Regions from separate parts of the Mus musculus genome. Here regions 1 and 2 are each linked to region 3. A link is a contact called in public HiChIP or PLAC-seq data. All regions are on one chromosome and are shown on one strand. The core of a region is the stretch at or near the end of the contact, and the rest is flanking DNA. Distances in the headings are between cores, read along the strand shown.

Region 1 (3,944 bases), core at 860-3,359, 220 kb before region 3:
AGAAGTTGCAAGACTGGCTCAGAAGAATTACAAGTTTGGGGCCAGCCTGGGGTAATATGGAGTTTGAGGCCTTAATGGGGACTTTGTGGTGGCCTTGGTCCTGTGGTCCCTAGGTGGTGACTGGGTAAGGTCTCTTTGTGGTGTCCTTTACCCCTGCAACAAGCATCTTCTTGGGCCGCAGTGGGCAGTGCATCTCATGGAGTCTGGATGGAAACCTTCATGGCTGGTAGCCCTTGCTCTTGGTGCACCTGCAGAATTAGCAGTGCATTGAGGCCTCCAAAGTTAACATATGTGCCCTCTGGACTGGTTGTTGAGCCACACCTGAACCTCTTTGTGCAGTGGCCTGGGAAGGCAGGATACCTCATGCTGGGAGAAAATGAAGCATCCAGTGTGTAGCTTCTATGGTCAGGGTTTCTAAGTTAAACAGTTCAGTGACTTAACTCTTTCATTTCCTTTTCTTCTGAGTCTAGTCATATGTGTATGTATATGAATGAGTATATCTATGCGTACACACAACTGAAGCCGATGCATAAAAACTGATACATGCATCAGAATCTATCAATGTCTGTATCTATATCATTTCAGTTGCTAAGTAGATAAAACTTTCAGTCCTTTCCTTTACCCATTCATCCATCAATAGGCATCCTGCCTGACTGTACAGTTAGCTATGAGGAATTGTGCTATGATAAATATGGAAGCAGGGAGAAGCCCTGAATCCCACCTGCACTGTAAGAACATAGAATGACAGTGTACAGTAACCATCAATAAAGAGCATTCCAGGAACTCATTGGCAGGACGCTTCTAGCCTGTGGAAGACCCTATATTCAATCCCTGCTGCCTGAAAACAAGAAAACACACACCACAAAAATCCCCAGAGGGTCCAAGATTCCACCAAAAAGCATCCAGGTTCTAGGCATCATCTTGGAACCAAGCCTTCAAGGCCCAGAGAGCCCCATGACCACTGAGCCTTCAGAGACCAGTTGCTCCCTGGTCAAACAGCAGCACATGGGACTACTAGAGCCACATACAACATGAAGATATGCTGTGCTTTGCTGTACATGTACCCTCACGTCATGCCACACCTGCCAGTGCTACCTGACACACCTCAGCTCAAGCCAGAAGCTATCCTTTGCTGTGCCTGTAGTGCTTTCGATGTATTGACAGTTTTCCTCTTCTATGGAACAAGGTGCTGTGACTGGCAGATTTAAGTTAAAGACTTAGTATTTCCCAGAGCAGCTCTCCTGCCAGGTGGGGCCAAATCAGAGCATCTTTGGATTGTGTTGTATTGGACAAATACATATCTCATTAGCCTGCAAAATGGCTTTCACTTTCAGTTATTTATTTAAAGCATATTTTATTTTAAATTATGTATATGAGTGTGTGCCAGTGGCGAAGTCTGCATGTTGGTATGTGTGCATGAGTGCAGGTACCCATGCAAGTCAGAAGTAATCTTCCTGGAGTTGGAGTTATAGGTGTTGTGAGCTATTGCTAGCCAACCTCAGGTCCTCTGCAAGATCAGCAAGTGCTCTTAGCCATCTCTCCACCCTGCATCCTTCTTAATATATGGCAATAAAAAAAATATATACACACACACACACACACACACACATATATATATATATATATATATTTCAAATAATTGTTTTACAAGAAAGTTCTTTATCATCTGTGAGCATTTGATTTGCATGCCAATCACGTGTCCCTATCTTCCTGGGTCAGGCAACACTAAAATTCCACGGGACAGTATTGTTATTGTTATAGGCTGACATATTTAAGAGGTCCCACACATTCAACATACTGCTCTTTACCCTATATGTGCCACCTGAGCCCCTTCCTTCTGGGTGAACACCTCCTTCTCAGTTTTCTGCATTGAAACCTGATGGTGACAAATGATGTCTTCCTCTCTCTGAAGAGAAGGGGAGTTCTGCTCTGGCTTCTTTGAGAAGGCAGCAGTTAGCCCAACATTAGCCCTTCAAGGATAATCTGCCCCCATCTCCCACTCCCTCTGGAAGCCTGTGGCTTTATCAGTGCTCGGAGTTGGCCTCTGCCACACAGCTTCGCTCTAAAATGAAAATTGATGTGTTATCCACAGGTATCCACCAGGGGGCACTCACCTCCCATCAGACAGTGAGCGTGTGTAGGTGGGGCACGCATGCTGCCAGCTTCATGTAGGCACATAGCTGCTAACGGGCACAAAACTGCCTTTGGGTTTAATGACTATTTCTTTCTATGGTTGTCAGAACATGACTTAGTTACTTCTGGTGTCTGAGATCTCTATCTGAGATTAGCTCCTCAATATTGGTGCTGTACGGGCTTACAAGGATATGATATTTGGAATGTCAGTACAACTCGAGGAGCGCACCTCCATCCGTACACACTCCGTGGATTGCTGGTTACACATTTAAGTTGATTTTACTTCTATAAAACATTGTTACTGTAAGGAAATGCTACTTATTTTGTGCTATTAGTTAGGAACATATTCATCAGCTGGGATAGGTTATCAGTGAATTGAATACCAAAAGGCTCTACTGCTTAGTTTTAATAAAATAAGAAACATTCCAGTCACAGGATTTACAGAATGGATTGTAAATATGTCTACTGGTCAGGTTGATTTCTATTATGTGCATGTGGTGTGTGTGTGTGTGAGTGTGTGTGTGTGCATGTGGTGTGTGTGTGTGTGTGTGAGAGAGAGAGAGAGAGAATGCAAAAGTGTGTGACAGTGTGCACATGTATATGTGTGTGCGTGTCACAGCCAGATGTCAATTAGGATGTCATTCCTCAGAAGCCATGTACCTTATTTGAGACAGGCTCTCTCACTGTGACATAGGGCTTGCTGGTTAGGCTGGTGTGCCTGGCCAGCAGGCCTCAGGGATCCACCTGCCTCAGCCTCTCCAGTGCTGGGATTATATTTGGGTGTCATGAGTCTAGCTTTTTATAGTGGTTCTGAAGATCAAGCTGAGGGCATCATGCTTGTGTTGTAAGCCCTTTCTCAACGGAGCCATCTCCCCAGCCTCAGATTGATCAGTTCTTATTCTGTCCACACCACATGCAACTGCATAATAGTAAGTTAGTGGAATATTGAAATGAATTTGAAGGAAAAAAATTTCCTACGGGGACCTTGTAGATCACAAGTCTGTGATTTTAGCTACTTCAGAGGGTAAGATGGGAGTATCACAAGTTCAAAGTTATCTGCCAAACAGTGAGTCCTGTAAAAGTAAAAAGAGATCTGGGCCTGTAGCTCAGTGGAAGTCACTTGCTCAGCATGCATGTGGTCTTAGGTTCAACCCCTAGTACTTTAATCTGCCCAGAGTTAGCTTGATCTTTAAAGGGGCCAGCTCTTTTGCCATGGTGCAGTTGACAGGAGATCTAGATGGGGAAAGAACTTAAACTCTTCCCCATGTATGATATTAATCTTCAGGGCTGAGAGAAGTTCCCTCTCTGAGCTTCCAGGGCAATTCTGATCTGACCTCAGACTGTTGTGCTAACAGATATAACACCAGTAAGTTGACTCAAATACTGCAGGAAGTAGAGCCTTGCCTCCAGCTGTAGCCTGCAGAGATGAACACATCTCCCAAGCAGCACACCAAGTCAGAGAACTGCTTCCAGTCCAAATCCAGCTCTGCCTGGTTCTCTACACTCCACACTCCTGAGACTCTGGCACTTAGGACTTCAGCTGAACCTTGGCAGGACCCCACCTTCTTCTCCCCAGGATGCTCAGTTTCTGCATCTTTGAGTGTCTCCCTTATGTGGTTTTTGAAGACCACAGAGACCTTCATCTGTTCTTCTAGGGGAGCCATTGAAATCAGCAACAGTTCAGGGTGTACGTGTTTCTGCTCGGATGGGAGGGTATCCTGGGACTGGGAAGCCCAGGAACCACACAGTTCTGCAAGAAAAGTTGTCCTAATAGAAGGGCATCCTGAGACACAGAGCCCAGGATCCACACA
Region 2 (3,956 bases), core at 1,356-3,855, 190 kb before region 3:
TTCCCATGTCAATGGCTTGTCTCACCATCTGGGTCCTGCCCCTGTATTCCGGCATCTGCACCTCTCCCTGCTCCTGTCCGTTGTGGAACACCAGCACAGCAGGGGTGGGCTGGGCACGGTACCATCGGATGTGCATGCGAGCTGCACTCTGTTCAGGAGACAGCTGGCAGGGCAGGGTGGCTTCAGTCCCCAGCAGGACAGTGATGGGCTCAGCTGGTCCCTTCACAGAAAACCAAGACACTTCTGGGGAACAGAGACAGATTGCGGAAGCAAGTTAGAGATATGAGACTTAAAACAAACAACACTGCACTTTCACAGTTAGGGAATTAAACATTTATCTCCTTTGTATTACTTTAGAAAAAGTATTAAATTTTAACAGATAAAAATTTAATAGTTCAGTGTATAAATGTCTCGGTCTCTGTGTATATGTATATACATGTGTGTATTTTTGGGACTTTTACAACATTAATGCTTGTTCAGAAATATTAGCTTCTTCAGTATTTAGAATCTACTCAAATACGCAGCCTGTTTATTGTACAGTTTAGGAAATGGACATTCTTCAAATATGCCAACATAGCCAAGATCACAAAAGCAGCAGCAGAGATGGAGGGAGGGAAGGAGAGAGGGGTGGATGGAGGGAGGAAGGGCAGGGTTAGGGAACTCTGTGTGAATTTAGGGTTGGTGGCCCTGGCCATGATACCCTCTAGAGAGTGGTGTTCTGAGCTAGGAGTGTCACAGTGACCGTTGCTAGAGTGGAGACAGGCTCTTTTCAGTTCTGCATTGCTTCCAATTGTGGGGTGCCTCTGTGACTCAGGGGACACTTGTTCTCCTCTGCCTAACACCAGGTGTCAGCATATATACATGTCAGCAGCTCAGTTTAGAAAGTCCGTTCCACCATTTCACAGTGCAGTGGGGAATCATGGTTTCACATGAATGCAATCATTATGCAGCAGTTTGGGCAATCAGTAACATTTATAGCACTTCACTCTATTACTAGAAACAATCCTTCAATAAACTACACAATGCATGCACACAGGTACACATATGAATACATGCATACATACACACATACATATGCACACAAATACACAAAAATGTTTTACACAAAAATTTACAGAGTTTTGAATTGGCATTCATGGACATTAACATTTTTGATACTAGGGCTGGGGTGTGTTTGATGGTAGACCAGTTGTCTAGCATGTACAGTGCCCTGGGTTTCATCTGGATTCTTATATTTACCCACTATGCCATTCACATGGTCTCCTTTCTGAGTTCTCTCCAGAGTCTGAGAATTCTAACCTAAAGATGCTTTTGTTTTATGAAGGAAGAGATAATGTCCCAGAGGGAATGAATGATTTATTTAAAGTCACAACCTAAGAACTCTTAGTCCAAACTCTTTGTGCTCCTGTGCACACAAACCCCCTAATGCACACCTTCCCGGCCATACACCCTCAAACCATGAGCTAACTCTCCACCTTTAAACTTCTTGACAGGTAGCTGGCCACAGCAGGGAGAAAACTCACACGCACAGTGAACATACAAAGGATATCTCAACACACAGGCACTGTAGCATTTATAGGCCAAACTCACCCACACTCAGCAAAGAGTTAGGAAGATATCGCAGTTCCAGGTTTTATAAAAATTACCCAAAGGATCAGGGAGGATATTTTCTTGGCCAGTAGATGGCCACGGGAGTTCATTTACACAAGAGAAGTCATTGAACACAAGACACAACACAGCACAGAAGGCAGAACACTGACCTCCAGAGACTCCGGTAAACAGCAGGAGGAGCAGAGGGAGGAGACAACCAGCTGGAGGGACGGAGGGGGAGCCCTTCATCATCAGAGTGGAAGGTCAAGTCCAGGTTCACCATAGGAGGGCAACAGGTGAAAGTTCTCAGGAAAAAAATTCCCTGTTCCAAGACTTAATGTTATTCATGGGTTTCTAGCTGTGTCTTCCACAAAATCCTTAAGACAAAACCCACCAACCCTAGCCCTCCCCAGGGCCTTTCATGTCCCCTCTTTATTCAGAAGACCAACAATTTCCCCGTGGACATGGAAAGCTGCCAAGTTCCCATTTTCTCTCGCCTTTCTGTGAGTTCATGGTCCCAAGGGGGATCTTGGAGCTGGGTTCTCTGAGTCCAATGTAGGGCAGTGAAGTCATACAAGAAAGTAGACCACTCCCACATTCAGTCTATTTTCATTCTTCTAATTTACTCTTTTTTTAAAATTCATTTACCTACTTTCCCCCCAAAAAAGGAACCATTTCTCACTATATCCTCATGACTTCAATTCACCCTTCTTCAGGCCCACACCTCCCTCAGAAACCACAAACCCTCACTCACCGTCTGGACAGAGCTGTGGGTTCCTTGAAGCCCCAGGGATCCTCAGTGCACTCCTGGACCCTGGCTCTGGGGACCATCCACACCTGTGTTACTGTGGCCAACAGTCAAGCGTGTGGATGCTGGGGCCAGAGTGTCCAATTTCCGTAGATGTTCTCAGTGGCAAGGTGGACACACAATGCTGCCCCCAGGCTCTGGCTTTAGAGTTTCTCCTGGAGGAGTCTAGGAGAAAGCTGCAGCCATCTTCAGCTCTTATTTAAGGGTGGAAGTAATTAAAGCCCAAGGGACTTTGCACTGGGCTGAGCCACAAGCTGATAGGAACTTGAAAGCCACTTTAAGATACTTCTCACCATAAGCTGCCTCCCACAGAGCCAGGGAGAAGCGCTCAGGTCTGGTGGTCAGATTGGAGGTCACTCACACAGCTAACAGATTGAGAGAATAAAGCCAAGAATGCTTCTACCCCTCCCACAATGATTGACTTCTGGCCGTATGTGTAGAGCCTTGGTTACATGGTGAATTCATGGACAACCAGAACAACACAGGACCATGTCTTAAACAAAATGCCAGCAAAAGGGGTCTCTTTCATCTCTCAATAGGCTTGCATTTTTTAAAATGTATTTCATGTGTATGGGTATTGTGTCCTCATGGATGTTATGTGTGCAGTATCCATGGAGGCCAGAAGGGGGTGTCAGAATCCCTTAGGAGGAAAGTCACAGGCAGTTGTGAACTGTCATGTGAGTGCTGGAAACCAGCCCTGGTCCTCTGTAAGGGCAGCCAGTGCCCCTAACCACCGAGTCATCTCTCTACCTCCACCTCCATTTTGCATCTTCATACTCTACTGTATATTGTCATCCCTTCACAACTGCTGAAAGTCACACGGTCTCAGTGAATATCTTCACTTAAAAGGGAATTATTTTCTTGGAATGATTTCTTTCAAAAGCTTCTTTTTCATCTTTAAGTTAGCATTGTGATATGTACAATTGTGATATGTACAATTTTGTTAGAAAATGTCTGCCTGTGCTTGTTCCATTCCATTGTGTGCCTCCTATGACCTGCTTGTGGACGTTCAATCTTAGAGCTAGAATTTTGAGGATTCAAATCAGTGCTTTCTTTCTTCCCTTTTAAAGAATTATTTTATTTTTAAGTGTGTGTGTGTGTGTGTTGGGGGTGGGGAGAGTTGTGTGCTTGTGAATATGAACACAAGTGTCCTTGGAGTCCAGAAGAGACCTTCGGGTTCCCTGGAGCTAAGTTACAGACAGTTGTAGGCTTCCTAATGTGGGGGCTGGGAACCAAACTCAGGCCCCCTGAAGTGTTCCTAACCACTGAGCCATCTCTCCAGCCAAATCACAGATTTCTTGACTGTTGTAAGGGTTTTTTTTTTTTTTTCTTGTCATTGTGAGCAAGAAGATAATTGTTCCAGCATTCACAGGCTTTCCCTCTCTTTGCTCGCCGACAAAGGAGGGAGATGGTGAGAGGCCAAATCTTTTTAGTTCAGACTCCATTTTAGAAAACCTGACCTAAGTTTGAACTCAGGTAAACTAACAGGCTGGTACCTGGCATTAGTTTACAAGTTGCCCCCCCACCAACAAAACCCAAGCCTAGCTCCAGTCTCTAG
Region 3 (4,107 bases), core at 411-2,910:
AGTGATGCGGCCCGTGAAGAAGGGAATGGCCATTTCCCCTGGGGAGAGAGGAGAGACACCTCAGTCACAAACATTATGAGCAAACTACCCGCAACTTCTGCCCCTCTCCCTTCACCACTATCCAGGAAGCTGAGCTCCCAGACCCAAGCCTGTTCACAGACCCAAGCCTGCTCGGCTACATCAAACTTCTCAAGGGCTACTTGAGGGCGGTTAGCAGACCTTGGGGGCACAGGCTGTTAATCCCAGCACTCCAAGTAGAAGCGAGCAGATCTCTCTGGGTTTGAGACCAACCTGGGCTACATAATGAATTCCAGAAGAGCCAAAGCTACAAAGAAAGACCCTATCTCAAAAAGGAAAGAATAGAAAAGAGGGGAAGGGGGAGGGGAGGGGAGGGGAGGGGAGGGGAGGGGAGGGGAGGGGAGGGGAGGGGAGGGGAGGGGAGGGGAGGGGAGGGGAGGGGAGGGCAGGGGAGGGGAGAGGAGAGGAGAGGAGAGGAGAGGAGAGGAGAGGAGAGGAGAGGAGAGGAGAGGAGAGGAGAGGAGAGGAGAGGAGAGAGAAGAGGAGAGGAGAAGATGGCGGTGTGGAAAGAAACCTTCACATTTGGGCTATGATGTGAAGTTCTGCTCCCAGAAGACCCTGTCCCCAACGCCCTTGTCTGGACCCCTTCTCGGGCCTGGGTCCTTCTCTTTCCGCCTAAGTTGCCTCCTTAGTGTCTCTGACGCTTCCCGGGACTACTTTACTCTCCCTTTCTGCCTGGAATGCCCATTGCCCTGTCCCCTGTGGCCTGCTCTTTCACCCAGTCTCCCTTACCAAGGCAAGAGAGAATCAAGAGAACCAGAACCAGGTAGAGACGTCTCTTCTTAGGGCCCAGGAAGCCCAGCATCCGACACAGCATGTCTCCAGCGTCCCTGTTGCCGCTGGGCGCCCAGAGGCTCCCCAACTTGTGCCACAGGGCGGCTGCGGGCAATGCTGCCACATAACTGATAGCGAAGGCATCTGGACGACTGTTCCAGTACAGTAATCCAGCGCTGTCACCCTCCCGGAGTGTTCCCCAGGCGGCCAGCTCTCGGAACAAGGCAAGTCCAGGCAGGGCCAAACTCAGTGCGGCCACCAGCGGCTGCAAAGCAGCCAGCCAGCCATGGGCTCCTGCGGTGACCCCGAGGACCCCGCGGACCCCTAGTCCTAGGATGGCCCAGCGACTCAGGCCCACCACCCAGACCCGGAGCAGCGGCACCTCGGGAACCAACAGGGAGAAGATTCCCGGGAGCATGGGCCGCAGCAGCAGCCAGTCCACCAGAAGGAGCAGGGCGGCCGCCAGCCAGACGTGCGCAGCCATCGAGCGTGAGCTGTCCAGAGTCTGGTCCTAGCCTGGGACTCTCGACGTCCGCGCTGCACAGGAGTCTCCGTGGGGAAGGAAGAAGGGCGGGTCCGAGGGCGTGCGCGTAAAGTCCCGGGAACCCGCTCGAGCTGGTGGAGCTGACTAGAAGTGCTGGCGTTTAGAGGAAGAAGAAACCGAAAGCCGACCTCGAATCACTAGACACGCCTCCTTCTGAGACTGGCTTGCTCAGGCTGTTCTGGAAGCTGCCGCTGAAGCTGTAGTTGGAGTTCTGCCTAGCAGCCCTGGCCTGTCGTGTTCTTCTCCATGAATCTCATTCTCCTCTTCTTCCCCAGCCCCCTTAACTTGCTTGCGTGAATTTTCCCATCCCAGGCCCCACCCCAGATTGAGGGCAGGACCCTCTGTCGTCACCTGTCTCTGGGCAGATTTGCCCTGCTCAGGTTTGCTCTGGGCGCCAAATGCTGGTAGAACGGCACGCCCCTTGCGCGATGATGGGGCGGGGCCTCAGTCTGCAAGTTGCCTGCACCGCGCGCAGCCGCTGATTGGAAAGCCGAGCCCCGCTCTGCTGAGATGCTGCGGGCAGGAGCACCTACCGCCGGCTCGTTCCGGACGGAAGAAGTCCACACCGGGGTAATGGGTCTCGGGGTGAGAGTCAGCGGGTGGAGTGATCAGGGACCCCTAAAGCTCTGGAAGTAAACCAAGAGACTTAGGAAGCTTGTAGCGCCCAGCGCTTGCGCTCCACAGTGAACGTAGGGTATCCCTGCTCAGAAGTGTGGTGTCCAGGGGTCTGTGGAGGGATCCGCATGCGAAGCTGGTGAGAAGGTGCGTTCTTTGGCTTGAGCTGGAAGCGTCTAAGGGAAGTTGCTCCAAAGCGCTTTCGCTTTCACTCTAGACTGCGCAGTTGGGGTTACTGGCTAAATCAAGTGAGGGGCTTGGGGACCCCTGCAAAAGAGGTGCTGAGGTGTCCTGGATGAAGCACCTGAGAGAAGGTAATATGGAGGCTCACTGAAAAGGACCTACCTACACATCATACAGATCTTTGCTTAACCTAGCCCCAGACAGCCCCCACCCTGAGTGAGGACAAGCTCTCTGGCGCCAGGATTGAGGGGGAGATGGGGATGATCGGTGGTCCTCCTTGTTCCAGGTGCTGCCCTGCAGCACACTCCACCCCACCCTGTCCCAACACCGTCATTCCCATGCTTGCCTGAGAACTTTGCCCAGACCTAGGAGCTGGGAAGATGGCAGCTGGTTTCTGCTCTCTAAAAGCCACCAACCACAGTGTTAACATGGTGTGGAGGAACAAAGTGGACATTTCTGGCCTTTTACTTGTGCTCAGAAAGCACACTCGCGGGCAGGGTCCCCGGAGATCAGAACGACATGGAGTGGACAGAAAGGTTGGAAAAAGTCTCCCTCGCTGCCACGGAGCTGTGGGACTTAGAAATCAAATCAATCAAGGGTTCAGAGTGAGACCTGAGTCAACTTGGGAAGCTCATTCGTCTCCATAAGTCAGTTTTCTCAGTGCACCCAAGGGTCTCCTAAGGTGCCTTTTAACCTAGAAGGTGTGGGGGAAGTAGATGTGTCTACCCTCCTTCACTTATCCGTAATTCTTTCCTTGACCTGGAAAAACTCTGCTATCCAGAAGTCCTTTCCCCTGGCTGCAGAGACTTCGCTTAAGTGAAATTTGTGCCCTACCTGAAGGATCCTTGCTGCTTCTGTGTCTCGACTCCTGGCCATGTTAACCCCCGGCCTCTCTGTGTCCCTTGTTCAGTAACACTAAGGCTCCCCTTCTGATAAAGTAAGGTTGCAGGTGGGGGATCCAGGACCAGGAAAGACCTGGTCTTGTGTCACAGTAATTCACAGTAATGATGCATGTGGTACGCAATTCACAAGCAGCGGGGCCGGTTTCCTGGGCCTTCCTCTCAGTTCTTGCTCTCCTCATGCAGATTGTGTCTGCCTCCAGGAACCATCCTTGCTTTTCAGGGTGACCTTGAGTCGGTCACCTCCTGCATGGACATTTTCTCCTCCTTAAGATGGAGGCTCAAGACGCTCCTAGCTCTGACTTTTCGTACTGTCTCTCTGCAGACAACCATCATGGCAGTGGAGTTTGACGGGGGTGTCGTGGTGGGCTCTGATTCCCGGGTGTCAGCGGGGTGAGTAGTGTCAAAGGCCCGTGTGTTGGAGGGAAGCTGGTGGCCCTAAGTGCACATTTTTCTTGCCCACTTCTGAGGAGTATGATAACCTTCCAAGAAATGAAGCTGATCTTTCCAAAAAAGTATCATAATGCATTGATGGAGAGGCGTCTGGGCCTCTGAATCCATGGCATTCATGAATATTTTGTAGCTTGATGGACATAAAGAAATAGTATCTCGGAGGGACACGGGTAGGTTGTAGATGGACTGTGTTATCTGCAGTTAGGATAAAAGATAAATGGTGGTTTTCTGAAGCAGTTATCTCACTCATTTGCCTGAGTTTGAAGTAAGTTTGATTGGTCTCCCGTCCTGGCTAGTTTGCTCACACACAAGTCAGACTGGGATGACATCCATGCTGTTTCTGCCATGTTCCATAGAACCACCGTTGCCCCTCAAAGTGATGAACTGCAAGGAAATTCTGGAAAGAGGCAATTTTTTTCTCTTGTTTCACTTTTTGTTTTTAGAGACAGGGTTTCTCTGTGTAGCCCTGGCTGTCCTGGAACTCACTTTGTAGACCAGGCTGGCCTCGAACTCAGAAATCCGCCTGCCTCTGCCTCCCAAGTGCTGGGATTAAAAGCGTGA

Evidence for each region. HiChIP or PLAC-seq counts read pairs in DNA pulled down with a chosen protein or histone mark.
Region 1: a contact with region 3 is called in an H3K4me3 HiChIP or PLAC-seq map of bone marrow-derived macrophages, with 2.3 times the contacts expected there. The contact joins the enhancer-like site here to the promoter of Tap1 in region 3. A contact is called at or near these places in 5 of 39 promoter capture datasets (cranial neural crest, embryonic stem cells, pre-B cells and 1 more), 3 of 15 datasets of contacts at CTCF or cohesin (embryonic stem cells, large pre-B cells and pro-B cells), 26 of 484 Hi-C or Micro-C datasets (B cells, the G1E-ER4 cell line, bone marrow-derived macrophages and 13 more), 9 of 115 datasets of contacts at active chromatin or transcription factors (the HPC-7 cell line, acute myeloid leukemia, bone marrow-derived macrophages and 4 more) and 4 of 9 other capture datasets (adipose tissue, liver, macrophages and 1 more).
Region 2: a contact with region 3 is called in an H3K27ac HiChIP or PLAC-seq map of bone marrow-derived dendritic cells, with 4 times the contacts expected there. The contact joins the promoter of Btnl1 here to the promoter of Tap1 in region 3. A contact is called at or near these places in 11 of 39 promoter capture datasets (the C10 cell line, the HPC-7 cell line, HPC-7-derived erythroid cells and 5 more), 4 of 15 datasets of contacts at CTCF or cohesin (embryonic stem cells, large pre-B cells and pro-B cells), 16 of 484 Hi-C or Micro-C datasets (the 63-12 cell line, B cells, centrocytes and 5 more), 12 of 115 datasets of contacts at active chromatin or transcription factors (the 230-238 cell line, the HPC-7 cell line, acute myeloid leukemia and 7 more) and 5 of 9 other capture datasets (adipose tissue, embryonic stem cells, liver and 2 more).

Annotation. Positions count from the first base shown.
Region 1 is chr17:34,409,501-34,413,444 of GRCm38.p6, reverse strand. The region is part of intron 1 of BC051142 (cDNA sequence BC051142); the gene reads right to left. Among named protein-coding and RNA genes, the nearest start is that of BC051142, 13 kb to the right of the region's middle. Within about 2 kb of position 2,109, at least 1 of the 459 cell types and tissues checked has an H3K27ac peak or open chromatin away from gene starts, as enhancers often do. A contact at or near this core is called in bone marrow-derived macrophages, where this site is marked.
Region 2 is chr17:34,375,781-34,379,736 of GRCm38.p6, reverse strand. Btnl1 (butyrophilin-like 1) reads right to left here and starts at 2,605. Exons shown (of 10, transcript NM_001111094.1): 1 at 2,345-2,605; 2 at 1,761-1,912; 3 at 1-243. The coding sequence starts at 1,842.
Region 3 is chr17:34,185,109-34,189,215 of GRCm38.p6, reverse strand. It overlaps Tap1 (transporter 1, ATP-binding cassette, sub-family B (MDR/TAP)), which reads right to left and starts at 1,660. Exons shown (of 11, transcript NM_013683.2): 1 at 811-1,660; 2 at 1-38. The coding sequence starts at 1,336. Psmb9 (proteasome (prosome, macropain) subunit, beta type 9 (large multifunctional peptidase 2)) reads left to right here and starts at 1,886. Exons shown (of 6, transcript NM_013585.2): 1 at 1,886-1,966; 2 at 3,419-3,486. The coding sequence starts at 1,907.